Linked DNA regions of Mus musculus: all the other regions are linked to region 3. Evidence: chromatin contacts called from public promoter capture Hi-C data. All regions are on one chromosome and are shown on one strand. Each heading gives the region's core, a stretch centred on a gene start, on an enhancer-like site or on the middle of the called end of the contact. The rest is flanking DNA. Distances are from core to core; before and after follow the strand shown.

Region 1 (2,749 bases), core at 26-2,525, 390 kb after region 3:
ACAGAACTCAAAGGTGCCTAAAGTCCACAATCTCGTGAGGCCTCTACTCTGTGGCAGGAATGATGTGGAAGGCCACGTCCCTTGCTGTGTGGGAACAGCTCTGAGGTATATCACAGGCCCTGTTCCAGAAACATGCCTGCTAAGGCTGCCCTCTGCAGAATCCATTCAAGTTCCTGTTAAGCCTGTTTCCTTTACTCCAGAACTCATGTTCCTACCACAAGTCAACTGCACCAAAACCATCATCCCAGGGTAGACTTTGACCAACAGCTTTCCCAGTCAGGAAATCTCTATTCTTCCTGCTCCATCCATCAAGGATCCTGTTGCTTCCAACTTCAGTCCCCTTCATCCCCCACTCCTTCCTGTATCAGACAAGCTCTGACCAGGCTAATGGTGGCAGATGACACCAACTCCTCTTACCACGCAGGGCTCCCATCAGCTAAAGAAAATAATCTACTTATCTGGTCCTTAATATATTTTGCAGTGTCGGGGATCAAACCCAGAGCTTTGAATGCGCTGGTCAAAGTGTTTACGACTGAGCTAAAGCCCCAGCTCTTCTCTCGAGATTTGAGTTTCAATGTGCAGACCAAACTGGCCTTCAATTTCTTGTCTCTTGAGAAGAGAGGATTAGAGTATTGCGCCACCAAGCCCACATACTCCTTTACGTATTCACAGGCTAAAAACCACATTACACTGAGCAGGGACCTGGATGGATTCTGCTTTTAATTCCAACTCTCAGAAGGCAGAGAGGTTTGAGACCATCCCGGTCTACACAGCGAGTTCCAATATAGCCAGGGTTACATCCCGGGACCTTATCTCAGAAGTAGAAAAGAGCCTTTTCCTGCCCGGGATCATTATACATCACAACACCTCCCGGCGGGAGACACCGGCCTCCCTTTTCCATCGAACCCCGCAGGCCGGGAGGTCTACGGCGGCTCTTTGTCATGTACCTTCCCGCGTTGCCCTCTCTAGGCCCCTCCAACCCCTCTAGGGTCCCGCAACACCTTTCTTTCCCTTCAGCTGCATCTCAGGTTCTTCCATAGTGAAGGCAGCCAGCAGAGCCCAGAAACCGGAAGCGGAAGTCGGGAGGTTGAGACGTTTAAACGTTCAGGTATGGGTTCTGGCGTCCTGTGCGCTGGCTCCTCTTACGAGGTAACTTCTATTCAGACACGAGATAGACGGAAGGAGGCAGTCCTATGCGAGCGTGTCGGGAGGATAGAGATTTCTTGATGTTATAGTATGCCTCGTCAAGGACTCCCTGCTACACGTACAGATAATTCTCAGGGACCAGGGCAGGGAAATTGTTATGGACAAAGTAACAATAATATTCGGTCTCTTTAAATTTGACAAGTCCCGCCCATGTGTCTCCGCCCCGTGGGGCAAATGCTCCGCCCTCCCACCGTCTGTGGATCCGATTGGGGCAGACAGGAGGGGGCGGTGCATGGGGCGGGGAAGCGCACGCGCAATAAAATCTTCAGCGAGTCTAAGGCTCCTTCAGCCCTTTAGGAAGGATAGCGTGCGCATGCGCCACTGTACCCATTGGCCTCAGCGGAAGCCACGCTCCTCCCTCCAGTCTTAAAGCGCTAGAAGCAGCTTCGGGTTTTTATTTTTTATTTTTTGGTACTTTTGCAGGGCAAGGGTGCGCAGGCGCAGTGGAGGAGTTTTCCAGTAGGAGTAGTCGTCGCGTATTAAGTTGCTGCTCTATGTCCCAGGAGAGGAAGCTAGAGAACTGAGCGTCTGGTCACCAACTTGCTCTTTACGAGATCTACTGAACCAGAAAAGTTTGTGAACAGAGCTTCCTGAGTTTTGGAAGACCAAGGCTGGCAGCGTAGGGACACAGAGGAGGCTGGAGGGAGGTGAGTGGATCTTACACGTCGCATCTTTTGTTGAGTCCTAAGTCATTTTGGGGGATTCCGGCCCAAATAACCACAGTGGGACATTGATAAGTTTGACATTAGTATCTCTCTATGATGTTTTCTGATATGACCTCTCTGAGGCCTTACATCTTCACCTTATTAACGAGGGAATGAGGCTCAGCTTAGTCATAGACTAGGTTTTTATAGCTTGTAAGTGATTGGAACCCAGACTGCTGCCAGAACCCTCATTTTATTGCCTTGGCTTCTGGTGTTAATTTATTAACAATGATATTTATCTAAAGCCACAGTTTTCCCGGCGTCATAAAGCAAGGCTCAATATGCAGACCATGGCTGTCCTGGAATTCACTATTTAGACTAGGCTAGTCTTGAACTCAAAGGGATCTACCTGCCTCTGCCTCCCAAGTACTAGGACTAAAGGTGTGCACTATCATGCCCCACCTAACCAAGCTCCAGCCCCAGATAAGAACTCATTTATTCATTTATTTTGTGGGCAGGCTGTGCTGTGGGTTTGGTGTGGAGGTCAGAGGACAATTTACCAGGGTCAGTTTTTTCCCTCCACCCTGTGGGTTCCTGGAATCAAAATTGGGTCATCTGACTTGGTGACAAGCGCCTTTACCAACTGAGCCATCTTGGGGACCACGAGATTTGGCTAATTACTGTCATCTCTTCACTCCAGCTTCCTCCATGGAGCCCACTCAGGTTGCAGAGAACCTTGTCCCAAACCAGCAACCTCCTGTTCCTGACCTAGAGGATCCTGAGGACACCAGAGATGAGTCCCCAGAGAACTCAGACACTGTCGTCCTCAGCCTGTTCCCCTGCACCCCAGACGCTGTGAATCCTGAAGCAGATGCCAGTGCATCCTCACTGCAGGGTGA
Region 2 (2,827 bases), core at 255-2,754, 450 kb after region 3:
CCTTTGCCCAGAGAACCCTGCTCCTCAGCACCTCCCAATGACTCACCAGCATAGAGAGGGTCGTAGGTGATCTCCCCATGAGATAGGCTATAGACTGCCAGGAAGAGCAGACCCAGTATCAGAGCACTCGTCAGCACCACAAACAGGGGCCTGGGGGAAAATCGAGTGCTTGGGTGAGACCTCCTGGAGGAATTATTCAGAAAGTGTCAGCAAAGGAGAATGAGACCTGACTTCTCCATCAGTGGTTTCTTGGTTAGGTTTTCTACTTGGCAAACTCCTACTCATACTTCAAGGCTTATCCATATTGCTCCCACTGGAAGCCCTCTCTGATTTCCCTATCTCTGTGTTTCATCATTAGCTAATACTCATTCCTTTGGATTTGCCAGGTCACTCATTGAGCCTCACCCTTCATGTGGTTGGACTCTGATGGGAGGGAATCTAGTATTTTCTTGAGGCTCCCAGTTTCTCTCAACTAAAGTCCAAATGTCTCCAACTGCACTTCCCTATTCTTGCTCAGTTACACCGAAGTTATACAGTCTGATAAGACAGTTCAGCTAGCTGCATAGATAACACAAGCCAGGTCTCTGGGCTTCCCTTAACACAGCTGGACAAACAAACCAAAACCCAGAGAGGGGAATCCACCTGTCTGGTGCCACACAGCCAGTTTTTGTTCAATTCTCCTAAACTACCCAGGCCCACATTTCATAAACTCCATCCTGGTTTTACTTAACCAAAATGCCAACACTAATCTTGACACTGCACAGAACTTGTGATCCTCACCCATGACGATAGTGAAACCCAGATAGATAAAGAGACCTGGGCTCCCAAAGGGCACTTGGCTCACTCAGACTCTCAGGAGACAGGTACCAGGGAGTCAGACCTATGGCTAAGGCCCTCTCTATCCCACTGTTTGAGTTAACTGAGCTTTGGAGTGAGGGGATTGCTGGACCTCCGGGGTCTATCTGAAGATAGAAGTCAGGGACAGGGTGCTCATTGCTTGTAGGGGGAGTTAACTCTAGGCCTGAGACAGAGACGATGGTACAGGGCATGCGTACCAGGGAAGTTGGGTGAGTTGGGCTTTATCTAGGAAAATACTTTGACCCTGGGTGACTTTGGAACTGGCACAGCATACATCCCTGGAATACTCGTAAATGCCACAACCCACTATGGCTCCACATCACCTTTCCCCAGAAACTTACAACTTCATCTTCCTGACAGCGCGGCTGGAGAGGGATTTCTGCTTGCAATGGCGTTCCCCCGGCCCAGCTCCCATCCTATGGGATTTTGCTACCCCTCATCCTCCCTCCAGCCCCATGGTCCTCATGGACGAAAACGCACTGTGAGAACGCCGAAACTTGATTGAGTAGGTAGGACACTGGCAGGGCGCAGAATGACATTGCCACAGTCCTGCCGGCTAGGGGCGGGATGTCCATGGCAGCGGCACCCCGACCCCGGCGAGGCCTCCAGGACGCTTGGCTCCGTGACCGCAGCGCGTCAGAGCTCTGAGTTGCCAGGAACCTGCCTGCCCCCCCCCCCCCCCCCGCGCGCAAAGGTCGCCCCGCGCAGGAGCTGGTCACCACCCTTTCCTGTGTTGAGGTTCTTGGCCAGTATGCGGAGGGGGTGGGTGGGGAGTGCCGCCCTACTATCAGGAGACTCCGCCCATAAGCTCCCTTTCTCAGTCCTTTTATCCATTGCACAGCGTCCTTTCCCAGTTTTCAGCCGTCCCACATCTGCAGCCATGCCCCCTTACCTCTACCCAGCTTATAACTCCGCCCCCATACCCTAGTCACCTGTGGGGCTGAACTGTAGAGACTTCCCTTTACCGAGTCCACAATAGTCCCTTACCTAAGACCCATTCACCTCTCCTAGCCCTACTCACAGGCATTAGCTCAAGAGTGCAGCCACGCTCTACATGGCCCCGCCCCCAGGCCCTACACTCACAACTTGTACACACTGCAGTCCAGCCCCTGGCCACACTCCCACTACTCAGCTCTGCCAACTCTAGGACCTTTTGTGTCATGCCCAACCAGATCTTGGGAGAGGGAAACATTGGGGAGATGGAAGACCAGAGGAGCAAGACTGGAGTACTCAGATTTATCATTCTTATTCTCTTGAGGACTTTGACTAGCTGGAGAGGTCTGGGGAGGATCCAGGGCAGCACAAATGGGATGAAGCTGCAAAGATTGACCATCACGGGCTCCAGCTGGGCTCTTGCAGCTATGCAGTGAGCAATACATGAGACAGCCCAGGCCTCTGCCTCTAGACAGGCCCTACCCATACTCCAGCTGTGCCCAGTCCACACCAGCCCATGCACATATCATGAAGTGTTTGGAAGCCTCTTTTTCCTCTGCCTGGGGTAAAGTCTGAATCAACTGGCTGGTCTCCAGTTACTGTGAACTCAATGAGCCTCAGTGGGACTGGAGGAGGGACAAAAGAGGTTTCTGGCAACAGCAGGAACTGGAATGCTGGACAGGTGAGCATTGGGACTTTAATACACAGCACAACACTTGTGACCACAGGATAGAGATGGATGCCAGAACATTTCATAGTCCAAGGATGGCCGATCTGAATGTAGACTTTGTGTTTCCAGAATATTCAGTAGTAGGGCCGTCTGGGGTTGTTCTGTGGAAGCCCAAAAAGATCAAAGGAGTGTTAGTGGAAAACTATAGGTCCTCCCTCCACAACGTTGCAGGCAGCAGAGCTGACATCCTGTGAGGGCTACAGCAGGGGTTTTGTCATCTCTCTCAAACTAACAGGCAGTCAGGGAGGCACGCACCAGCGGGTTGGGCCGGAATCGGTAGGCCAGCATCATCCTCTTGCGGAAGGC
Region 3 (2,859 bases), core at 221-2,720:
GGTTAGCTGTTATTATGGAATCTTTATAAGCACAGAAAGTAGGGAAACCCTAGCTTACACAGGAAAGATCCAACAAGCACAGAAAGACAAAGCCCAGCCAGGCATGGTGGCACACGCCTTTAATCCCAGCACTCAGGAGGCAGAGGCAGGTGGATTTCTGAGTTCAAGGTCTACAAAGTGAGTTCCAGGACAGCCAGGACTATACAGAGAAACCCTGTCTCGATAAACCACCAAAAAAAAAAAAAAAAAAAAGACAAAGCCACTTAGCCAAAGTCAGAAAACAAGCCAATTAACAAGAGGGTCAAGATCGAAAGTTATTGAGCTGAATGTCAAGAAAAGGGTGTTGGGGTAATTGAGGCAGTGGGGACTGTCACTGAGGCCTTGGGACAGCAATCTTTATAAGTTTTATAACTTATTCATTTGAAAAAGGTGAACTTTTAGTAGAGGTTCCTGACTCTGGCCACCTTCTCTGCTAAAGGATCCAGCAATAAAGGATTGGTGCTAGAAACTTAATGTCTCTTGCTGAATCTCCCAACAACAGAGACGATGGCTCCAACCTGCCTCTATCACCAAGTCTGCTTCCAGCTTTTAATCGTAGTAGGGCACTGGGGAGATAGCTCAGGCAACAGGGCACTTGTCTACCAAGCACAAGACCCGGGGTTCTAACCCCAACGCTGCAGAAACCATGTATCAGCAAATGCCTTTCATTCCAGCAATCGGGAGGTGGAGGAAGGATGACCAGGTATTCGAGGCCATGGAATTCATGAGTTACATGAAATCCTGACTCAAGAAATTGAAAGCATAAGCTAGGATTGTAATTCGTTGGAAGAGCGTTCTCCTAGCAAGCACGACGCTTTAGAATTAGCACCCCTGTAAACCAGGTGTGGCAAGGCACGCCTGTCATCCAGCTCTTCGGACAGGAAGGCCAGGAGTTCAAGGCCAGCCTGAGCTACACACCCACTTGAAGACTAGCTTAGAATACTGGAGACCCAGTCTCAAATTAAATAAAAGCGAAAGAGTAGTGGGAACACCAATATGGACTCTTGCACCATCTCGCTGGCCCCAGGCCTCTCTGCGGAGGCCCCCAACCCAGCTGTAGAACCCTACGTCCTATCAGGCCCTCTCCTTAAGCCCCAGGAAGCCCCGGAGCCCTGCGTCCCTGCCCTGCGACCCTCACCTGCGGGGCTCCTTCCGGGATCCGGCCCCGACCGGAGACCCTCCCGCCCCGAGCCCCCACAATGCCCCGCGCGCCCCGCACCCCAACGCCGCCCCGCGCCCGGTCGACACTACCGCCCCGGGAGGCCCAGCCTCCCGCAGCCTCGGGAGGCCTTGGCCCCGGGAGCCTCGGCCTCCTCGCTACGCCCCGTCACACGTGCCTGCGGCTCGGGGACCCCGCTCGGGGTCCTGTGCCCCCTCCCCGCCCCCAGCCGCGGCCGCCGCGCCTCGGGAAACAGCTTCAGATACGCAGCCCCGCCCCCGCGCACCCATTGGCTGTTCACACCGCGTCTGCCGTGTTTATTGGCTTGTGCACACGTCCGTCTCGCGCCCTCGACACCACCTCCTTCCTGGTAAGCTCCGCTGGCCGTTTCTTAAAGGGGCTCTAGCCTCTAGGTGGAGGGGCTGTTGGGAGTGGGAGATGGGAACGCACTGGGCGCACAGTGGGAGAGGATAGCAGCACGCCCTGATTTGAGTTCATGCTGGGGCAGGCTTCCTCCTGCTTACATACGAGGTAGAAATAAACAAGAAACACTGTAGCTCATGCGCGGTCATTTTCGGGGCTCTTTGGAAAACAATAATATTTCATAATTTTACTTAATACTTTATTTCATGTCCTCCTTCCCCTGCCCCTCTCTTTTCCTGGGGCGTGGTGAGCAAGCCTCTCTGTGTAGGCTTGGCTGTCCTGGACGCAGCACGTTTACCAGACCAGGCTGGCCTTAAACTCATGGAGATCATACTGCCTCTATCTGCTCCTGGGATTAAAGGTGTGTGCTACCACACCCGTCTCAACTATTTTATTATAGCATTCTCTTTTGTTTCATGTTTTATATTGTATTTTAGTTAGCCAGGGTCTGACCATGAAGCCCAAGCTGACAGCAAAGTGTTTAGCTTGCTTGTGAGGTTCTGGAGTCTTAAAGAATTATTGATTTAATTTTATTAGTACACTGTCACTGTCTTTAGACACACCAGAAGAGGGCATCAGATCCCATTACAGATGATTGTGAGCCACCATGTGGTTGCTGGGAATTGAATTTAAGGACCTCTGGAAGAGCAGTCAGTGCTCTAAACCACTGAGCCATCCATCTCTCCAGCCCCAAGGTTCTGGGGTCTTGTGTGACTGCTTACTAAGTTACCTTGAAGGTACAGACGGGGTCAGGAAGCCAGACAGGGTGCTTGCCTGTTGTCTCAGTACTTGACAAGTGGGGCACTGAGGATCAGAAGTTCACGACCCGGCTTGGCTACATTGCACTGTCTAAAAGAACAGTAGCTGAAAGCTGAAGGGCAGTCACCTGAGATACAAGGTTTTCAGTAACTGCCTGCTGTCCATGCAGACTCTGCCAGAAGGTGCTAAGGTGTCAGGGAGAAAGCAGGGCCTCTCATTTGAAGGACCTTATCTACTCTCCCGAGCTGTCACCTTTCAAGAATGATCCTGTAATTCTTTCACTTGATATCAAAGAAACCATGGGCTTGTTCCAGTTCTGAGGGCTTTGAACCTGGCTACATCTGAAACCCAGTGGGGTTTGTTTTTTGTTGTTGTTCTTTGGTTCTTGTAGTACTTGAAATTGGATCTGGGACCTTTGCACATGCTAGGCAGAAGCTCAGTTAAGCAGTGTAGACCTCAATATCTCTTTACATGCAAGG

Evidence for each region. Promoter capture Hi-C pulls out the DNA fragments that hold promoters and counts their contacts.
Region 1: a contact with region 3 is called in a promoter capture Hi-C map of erythroid cells, with 10 times the contacts expected there. The contact joins the promoter of Borcs8 here to the promoter of Fkbp8 in region 3. A contact is called at or near these places in 1 of 39 promoter capture datasets (erythroid cells), 4 of 484 Hi-C or Micro-C datasets (B cells, muscle stem cells, myocytes and 1 more), 3 of 115 datasets of contacts at active chromatin or transcription factors (bone marrow-derived macrophages, memory CD8 T cells and stem cell-derived neural progenitor cells) and 1 of 9 other capture datasets (pancreatic islet).
Region 2: a contact with region 3 is called in a promoter capture Hi-C map of neural stem cells. The contact joins the promoter of Tm6sf2 here to the promoter of Fkbp8 in region 3.

The regions. Positions count from the first base shown.
Region 1 is chr8:70,138,025-70,140,773 of GRCm38.p6, reverse strand. Borcs8 (BLOC-1 related complex subunit 8) reads right to left here and starts at 1,275. Exons shown (of 6, transcript NM_001145552.2): 1 at 1,002-1,275. The coding sequence starts at 1,038. Rfxank (regulatory factor X-associated ankyrin-containing protein) reads left to right here and starts at 1,577. Exons shown (of 9, transcript NM_011266.2): 1 at 1,577-1,853; 2 at 2,551-2,745. The coding sequence starts at 2,559. Gm45929 (predicted gene, 45929) reads right to left here and starts at 1,275. Exons shown (of 9, transcript NM_001310055.1): 1 at 1,002-1,275.
Region 2 is chr8:70,071,601-70,074,427 of GRCm38.p6, reverse strand. Tm6sf2 (transmembrane 6 superfamily member 2) reads right to left here and starts at 1,504. Exons shown (of 10, transcript NM_001293795.1): 1 at 1,339-1,504; 2 at 47-150. The coding sequence starts at 1,433. Sugp1 (SURP and G patch domain containing 1) reads right to left here. Exons shown (of 14, transcript NM_027481.3): 13 at 2,777-2,827; 14 at 2,081-2,622. The coding sequence ends at 2,596.
Region 3 is chr8:70,526,354-70,529,212 of GRCm38.p6, reverse strand. It overlaps Fkbp8 (FK506 binding protein 8), which reads right to left and starts at 1,470. Exons shown (of 9, transcript NM_001111066.1): 1 at 1,377-1,470.